2 separate regions of the Mus musculus genome follow, and region 2 is linked to region 1. A link is a contact called in public Micro-C data. All regions are on one chromosome and are shown on one strand. Each heading gives the region's core, a stretch centred on a gene start, on an enhancer-like site or on the middle of the called end of the contact. The rest is flanking DNA. Distances are from core to core; before and after follow the strand shown. Region 1 overlaps Eif3e (eukaryotic translation initiation factor 3, subunit E). Region 2 has its middle 27 kb from the start of Gm41316.

Region 1 (3,952 bases), core at 513-3,012:
GTATGATTTTTTCCATTCTGGCTGTGCTTTGGAATAATCAGCCCTCAAGCACGGCACAGCAGCTCTGTTACACATCACAACTATGTGTGTCCAGATCACAACTGTGTGTGTCAAAAACAAAACAAAACAAAACCAAAAAACCCTAGAGATTTTGTGATACAGTTACCAGCTGACAAAGATTTCATGTTTACTCTTCAGCTCAACCGATATATTTTAACTCATCAATTTATACAAGCATTATATCTAAAAATGTAAACTGTTCCCAACAAAACACTTCCTAGTGCGGAACACTACAATGTATGAGAGGACTATCAGCCTAAGTCTGGTAATCCATGATTACATCAAACCTTTAAGTTTCCAGCTAAGTAACAGGAGAGTACACAGAGTCATATTTCTACAAGTCTCGAGTGTCATCAAAAATGTATATGAACAGCCTGAAAAAGGCCCAATTTGCATGCATACAAAATTTCATCTATAAGTAAGACTGCATGTGATATTCTCCAAACTGTTCACATGCAGGCCAGCACACACATGCACACTCAACATTTGAAAGCTGTGGTTCTAGACCCTGAAATGCATGTATTGTTACTAGTGACCCAGGTAAAACAATGAAGATACAAAGCATGTCCATCAGAACCACAGAAAGCTCTACGTTTTCCTAGGCTTATTCAACTGACAAGACTTAAAATTTTCTATAGATGCACAGTATTGGATTAGAAGTTTTTTCTAAGAGTCCTTGAAGCTCAAAACTTACATCTGAAAACACAGCTCCACAACAACCTCAATGTGCTTGATCTCATTTACTATTTTGAAAAGGAAAATTATCTATGTAGTCCTTAAAAGAAAAAAAGTGTTTTTAATTTTTCTAAGGCAGGCAAAGAAAAGTCTGATCAACTTTAAGTAAGTACAATTCAAGAACTAAGTAGGAGAACCCAGGGCTTTGGAACCCCTCTAGAAATTTAGTTTAAGACGCTTTAGAGACAGCCTAGCAAAAAACGGAAGAGATCCAAGAAAAAGGAAACATATATACAGTAAACAGGAAAGAGCTTTGTACATAGGTCAGTGGTTAGGTGCTTGCCCACCGCTAATTATGAGAAGGCCTGGTCTGGATCCTGGATAGTAACAAAAAGCAAGCCAACCAAACATAGATATAACATCAACATTCACTGAGGTATTCCTAGTCTATTACCTTTACCAACTACACATTTTACAAGAGTAGACATGATAAATACTTAGTCCATTTTACTGACAAACACAGTAAACTCAAAACTTAAGAAACATAATAATGAACTCAAGTACCCATTAATAAAGATAAAGAGCTGGAATTAGCACCAACTCCTAACCCAGGTACCTTAGAAGTAAAATGAAAAGAAGCCATGTGACCTGACCTGTTCAGAATACATTTATTTACTTACAAAGATTAGCACTTACAAAGATTAAATTTGCTTTCAAAAACAAGGAGAACTAAAAAAGTTCTGGTCAACCCCAAACACACAGGCGACCATAGCCTACGAGGAAATGGAGAAAACCAAATACTCAACACTCCTTTCTCACAGAAAAGCCTCAAACACAAATTTTAAAAACAAAGAACAATCAAGACCAGGTACTGCCATCTAATGTGCGATCTGCCTGTCCTTTTTAATCACACAATCAATTGCACAAGAAAGAATAAGAAGAGAATCAATTTTAAAAAGAATGCCTGCAAACTACAACAAAGTCCTAATTCCCATAAGAAAAGCCCACTGATCACACTCCACTTCCAACTCTGGACAACCACTTCAAGAACAATTCACTAAAATTAGGCAAGTATGGATGGATCTCCTACCAAAACCAAATGGCTTAAGAAACAGAATTTGGTCTGCATACAATTCCTCAGAGGCAAAGATTAAAAGTACCAAGTTTTTATGTTTTATATTTGACTTCATCTGAGGCCAAAAGACACTAATAATTTTTGAAAGTTTAATACATGAAATTAGTTTCTAATAGCTCACGTACATTTCACAATTTTTCTAATTATTTTCTCACACAACAGAGAAACTTTCAACTAAAATTCACCACAAGCTTTCCATGTTTCAACATTTTAGGATGTCACAGAAGCTTACTATATAAGAATTTAAATATGTAATTTAATAAACAAACTTAATTAACAAAATTATTACCAAATGTAGTGGTCTTTCAACAACATTTCCAATTGCTAAGGGCTAAGTCATTTGACCCTGTTGAAAACCATTTTACCTATCCGTTCATAATGAAACAACACTGTTTATTCTTAAAAAAGGTAACTGAAAATAAGCTGAAAAAGGCTTCAACTTGTCATTTCCAGAAAACTATATTCTGCCAAATAAGGACTAAACATTTCTAAAAATTCAAACATGTTAAAAATTTCATAAATTATTAGCAAATTATTTTCTTTCAAAAGAGAAATAAATAGAATTAACTGAAATTTCATTACATGTAACATTATAATAAATGGCAATCTGTAGAGACTAAAGGTAGAAAATATACATGCAATCTGTGTGCTCTTACTTAATGCTGATACACTGGTGGATACGACAAAACGTCTCAAATATGAAGAGACGGGCATTCTCAATGAAGTCCTCCAGACACGCTACCAGGAAGAAGTCATTCACGAGCACCTAGATACACAGCATATATTCAAAAATCAATCAAATGACAACTGTTCTTAAACACTTGACTCACTTTGTCTACTTCATTGCTTTACTCACTATCTTAAAAAAATCCTACAACATAGTACTCTTTAGAATGTTGCTCACGTCCAAATCCGAAATAATTAAAACAAATAAAGAATAACAGGAAAAAAATAAAAACTCCAGGAATTACCAATGTCTCCTTGTTTTATTGATGATTGAGGTTAACAGAGTAACTTCCATGATACATTTTTTTTGGTACAACATGCTCTAGCTAACTTAAAAATAAAGAATGAACTAAGGGAATGAACTTTCTATAACAAGACAGGGTTAGGAAACATTGCAATGAACAGCTCCTATGTCAAAGACAGTAATAATTAAGAGATTATTTTAAAAGGAATGTATATGTAATGTGTAATGTTCATATGGTTATAATGACACAAACTATCAAGGAAGATTTTAGTTTCCTATTTTGACTAATTAAAAAACAATTTACATTTTTTTCTTTTAGAGAAACAAGCTCTTAGCTAAACTGGGAATTCTGTTCCTGTAACTTGATTTTAAAAGACAAAACTATCTGAGGATGGGATTGCACTTTCAGTCTCTCCACTCAGAAACCTAAGGTATAGTGATCGTGAGCCTAGGATCACCTTAAGATAAACAGCAAACTGTGTACACACCCTCGCCTAACCCCTAATATGTTGGGAATATGAGCAAATAAATAAACAAATAGTTGTGGCATGGCTGGAGATGGCTCAGTGGATAAAGCACACAGCATGCAAGCCTAACACAGAATTAAACCTCTGGAAGCCATGTAACAGGAAAACAACAACAAAGATTCCGCACAGTTGTCCTGACTTCCACATGTGTGCCTACATCCACTAAAAAACAGGAAACTTCTTTAAAAATTAAACAAAACCAAAAACCAGCATCAGAGCGTGATGGTACAGGCCTCTCACACCAGCCCTTGGGAGACAGAGCAGGCGCATGTATCTCCATAAATCCACTGACTGCTTGGTTTACATATCGAATTCCAGACTTGCTCTGAAAGAACTTTATTTTTAACTAAATAGGAAAATTTAGGTATAAAAACATAACTGTAATAAATTGCTTAGTTTATATGAAATGTTAAATTTAATCTTTTCTACAAGTAATTCCATCTATAAATAAGGGGACCACATTTGTGGTATGCATGTACATATGAACCAGATTAGAGAAACAGAATTAAGGAGAATCAGATGAATTCAGATAGCTGATGTTTTAATTTCTGTAACCTAAAGGAGACAATACCAACTAGGTGTCTT
Region 2 (3,952 bases), core at 539-3,038, 270 kb after region 1:
ATATAGTCATCTCTTTACTACAATTTCTTGTCTGTTTCTTTGAGTAGTGCATAGCCAGTACTCTGCCTTCAACAGCACTTTGCTTGTCTCCATAGGTTAGAAAAGATTTGAGTGCTAAGCACCAGGCAGCTGTCTATACAGGGCTGTTTATTCTCCAACTATGAGTAGGGGTTACAGAAAATATTGACAACTACTTTCATTATCAGCTACTTTTAACCGTTTAAATAATTCTTTGTACCAGAAAATTGTTTTTGGTGTTTAATCTTACATGTTATAGGTATTTTCATTTTATAAGTTCATGAGCAATGAACAGAAATTTGTAGTCTTCTGTGAGCTAATGCTGCCCATGTGAAGATACTTTTTCACCACCGATCTGTTAGCATAAAGATATACGTTTTATGTATACAAACCTACTTACTGCATCTCCAGCATTATGAAACATTTATATTATCAGCATTATGAAACATAAATAACCTCGTGCCTGCACCTTTTCTCCCTTGCTAGATATGAATGTATCTCTGAAGTTGTATTTGTGTAGTAAGAAAGTTAGTTCTTCCTGTGGCTGCTCCCTGCGGTTTCCTTTGATTGTTCAAAGGTATTTTTAAAATAACTTCCTGCCTAAGTTTGTTGCTAATAGTAGTAATTTATAAATTTTAATATAAGTACACAGATAATTTCTATTTCTTCTTTATTTACAGTGAGCTGTTTTGTTTAGACAATGACAGAATTTCCTTTCTGTGACAGATACAGGACATGAGTAGAAGCTGTGTCAGAAATGTGAGGCTAAATATTTGAAAATAAATATATTTTATCATAATAGAAAAACTCTAGATCTATGTAGAAAAAGCATTTGGCAAACTTCAGTTTCCATTTATGATTCAGAATAAAGCCTCAGAAACAAAAGAAAACTTTCCTTACTTGATGAGCAGAATCAACAGCAACTTAACGGCAGAAAAACTACATACATTCTCAGTAAGATACTGAGCAAAGACAAATTTTCTTCATTTATGCCACATAATTGCATAGAAAAAGGAAATAAAAGGCTTGTAAACTGAAAAGGAAGAAAGAATTACATCTCCTTCCCACTAAAAAGATTGTCCACAGAAAAAGTTTAAGGTAGCGTCCAAAATATACCGGATTCATACATTAATTCAGTAAGGTCAGTAAGGTTTTGGGTTTTTGTTTGTTTTTTGCTAAGCAAAAGAGAAATTTTTTGATGAATATGACTCATGCTAATAAAATGTATATAAAAAATCATTTTTTCGGGATTAAAGGCTTTAACATTTTAACAGTTGTTTTCTCAAAGTGGTTCTATAGAATTAACGTAATTTCTGTCAGGATTCTCCATTTATTGTAGGTCAAAAGATGATTCTGCAGTGTGTGAAAAGGCATCGCCAGAGAGGGGCATTAGCACTTGAAGACAAGAAAATTGAGGGATGGTGCTGCTAGGTACTAAGATAGAAGGCTGCAGTGAGCAGGACTCTTGGAGTGGTCAGTATGAAGATCGGATCGGCAGGCAGGAAAGGATAACCAAGAAACAGACCCATAGCTGGATGGACATTTGATTTTCGAAAGTACTGTTTGAAACAATGTGTTGGAGCAACTTTTAAAAGTACTCTGGAACAGTTACAGATAGTTAACAAAACAGCATGTGCTTTTATTTGGAGGAATTGGGTGGGATCAAATCCAGGGCCTTGACCTTGAACCCACACTTAGGCAAATGCTTTATCAAGTGAGCTACGCCCTACTAATTCTAGCATTTTGTGTTTTTGAAAGGTAATCCTGAGAGCCACTGAAATTGGAAACCCATTGTTATACTAAGTTGGTGGACAATGGAGACTTGTTGCTGTGGAGATCTGTATGTTTCATTCTTTGCTGCTTAACCTTTTTTTATGTTAGTGTTTATTGTATTATATTTTTCTCTTTTCGCTTTGCATCTTTTTTCTTTTATTTTTAACTCAAACTTCTTTTTACCACAAACCTTTTACCCCATGTATTTTATATTTTGGAGTATTTTTTTTCTTTTTAATTTAAGAATAGTTTATCACTTTTAAGTAACTATCACTTTAATTTCTCAGAAGTTAAGGTTAATTATTTCTATTTATGTTAAGTGCCCTCAATATCATGAGAAACATTAGACATTTATAAAGTAGCCTATTGATATTCATATGTAAATATTTTCCTGTAGGTCTATAGGTACACATCCATATACATTCATAATTGCAGGGGTTTTTTGCAACAAAATATTATCATCACCATAATGTAGGGAAGATACATGCTTTGTATTATAGTATGCAATACTGCTGCTCCACACAAAATAGCACAGCAGAAAGCAAGAATACAGAGTTCCTTAGCCATTGTTCTTGTACAGCTTATAGTAAATTTGGATATCTCTCAAAAACTAAATTAGAAGTAACCTTCATTAAAAAATGAGTGAATTCCAGTATGATATTTGCATCTCTATTGTTCACAAGAATATAAAAACTGTAAGAATTTAAAATTCATTTTAAAAATCTTATGTATATGGATGTTTCACCTGCCTTATTGTCTGTGCACTACATATCGAAGCCTGAAGAAGGCATCAGATTGTCTGGAGCTGGAGATACTGATGGTTATGAGCCATTTGGGTGCTGTGTATCAAACTCTGGTCCTCTCAAAGAACGAACAGTATTCTTAACTGCAGAAACATCTCTCCAGTTTACAAAATTCATTTTTAAGATGTTTAGATATGTGAGAAAATTCTCTACTTCTATCAAGTTACTGTGTAACTTTGGTGAACTTCCTTTAGCAAGGAAGTCACTATTAGGGAAGCTTATACAGTAACAGTAAAAAAATTATATAACAGAATGAATTAGAAATTTTAAGAACTGCCCATCAAATGTGGGATAAAGTATTGAGTGTCCTTTGTGACTTGAATTTATTTTCGAGTACCTCTTAGGCAAATGGGTTATGAATTACATGGAAGGGTGAGTGTGCCACATCTTCTGAGACCCCTTGTAGCTTTGGCTGTCCACAGCAATTGGCAGTCAAAGTGAAGGTCTCCAGAGTGCTAAGAAGGAACCACTGCTTTCAAATGTTCAGCTCAAATGACAACTGGTTTTGGATCTAATTTCAGTTTCCTGGCCTAACTGTCATTCTTCGTAGGTCAGAGAGGACCAGAGAAAATACAGCCCCATTGTTTGGTAACCCCTCAGTGACTTAAAACAAACTACTGGAATACAGATGCCTATCATTTTTGTAATTAAAATATTAATGAGGGGAATCAGGGTAGTGAGAAAATGTTGAAGATACATATATATTATGCGTGTATGTACACACACACACACACACATCTTTCTAAAAAGAACTTAAAAAGAACTCCAAATAGTACCTTCTACATGGTAACAAACAAACGATTGATCACCAGTAATAATCAAGATTGTGGGTAGCAAACACACCCTCCAGTGTCAGGAGCTCAGTTAGTGTGTCTAACAAGCCACCTGGTTGTCCAAAAATATGTTTTGTGAACATGTAGAATAATTTTGAAATAGAGTAATTAATGATGTATATTCCATATGACTCCAATTCCTGCACACACAAAAAAACATTATTATAAAGATTAGAAAGAAAACTGTTTTAAAGGTTAAAGAAATCAGTAAAAGGTGTTCAACAAAATATTTGTTTTCATTTTGAGGTAGGAAGCTATAGACTTCACATTCTTGATCATATTCTTTAGCTTCCCACAAGGAAATATTGACTATTCTACAGCATATTTTGTAGCATTAATAGCATTATATCTATAGTTGATATGTTAAAAATATCAATTTTAGTTGATTAGTTAAAATTCATAATTTAGTAATTATTGGTTTGAAATAACAAAGCTTTCATGTTAAGTTCTATACTATTTCACAAGCCTGTAGAAGTACGCCACCTAGTGTTTACCTTTTTTAAATTCTAGAACCCGCAGGCTAGG

The links. A called contact is a pair of places that touch in the nucleus more often than the background predicts.
Region 2: a contact with region 1 is called in a Micro-C map of embryonic stem cells, with 4 times the contacts expected there. The contact joins two enhancer-like sites. A contact is called at or near these places in 1 of 15 datasets of contacts at CTCF or cohesin (pro-B cells), 34 of 484 Hi-C or Micro-C datasets (the 3T3-L1 cell line, 3T3-L1-derived adipocytes, the AML12 cell line and 17 more), 5 of 115 datasets of contacts at active chromatin or transcription factors (bone marrow-derived dendritic cells, embryonic stem cells and fibro-adipogenic progenitors) and 1 of 9 other capture datasets (adipose tissue).

The regions. Positions count from the first base shown.
Region 1 is chr15:43,258,534-43,262,485 of GRCm38.p6, forward strand. It overlaps Eif3e (eukaryotic translation initiation factor 3, subunit E), which reads right to left. Exons shown (of 13, transcript NM_008388.2): 10 at 2,527-2,636. Among named protein-coding and RNA genes, the nearest start is that of Eif3e, 22 kb to the right of the region's middle. Within about 2 kb of position 1,763, at least 1 of the 459 cell types and tissues checked has an H3K27ac peak or open chromatin away from gene starts, as enhancers often do. A contact at or near this core is called in embryonic stem cells, where this site is marked.
Region 2 is chr15:43,528,268-43,532,219 of GRCm38.p6, forward strand. No RefSeq gene overlaps it. Among named protein-coding and RNA genes, the nearest start is that of Gm41316, 27 kb to the left of the region's middle. Within about 2 kb of position 1,789, at least 7 of the 459 cell types and tissues checked have an H3K27ac peak or open chromatin away from gene starts, as enhancers often do. A contact at or near this core is called in embryonic stem cells, where this site is marked.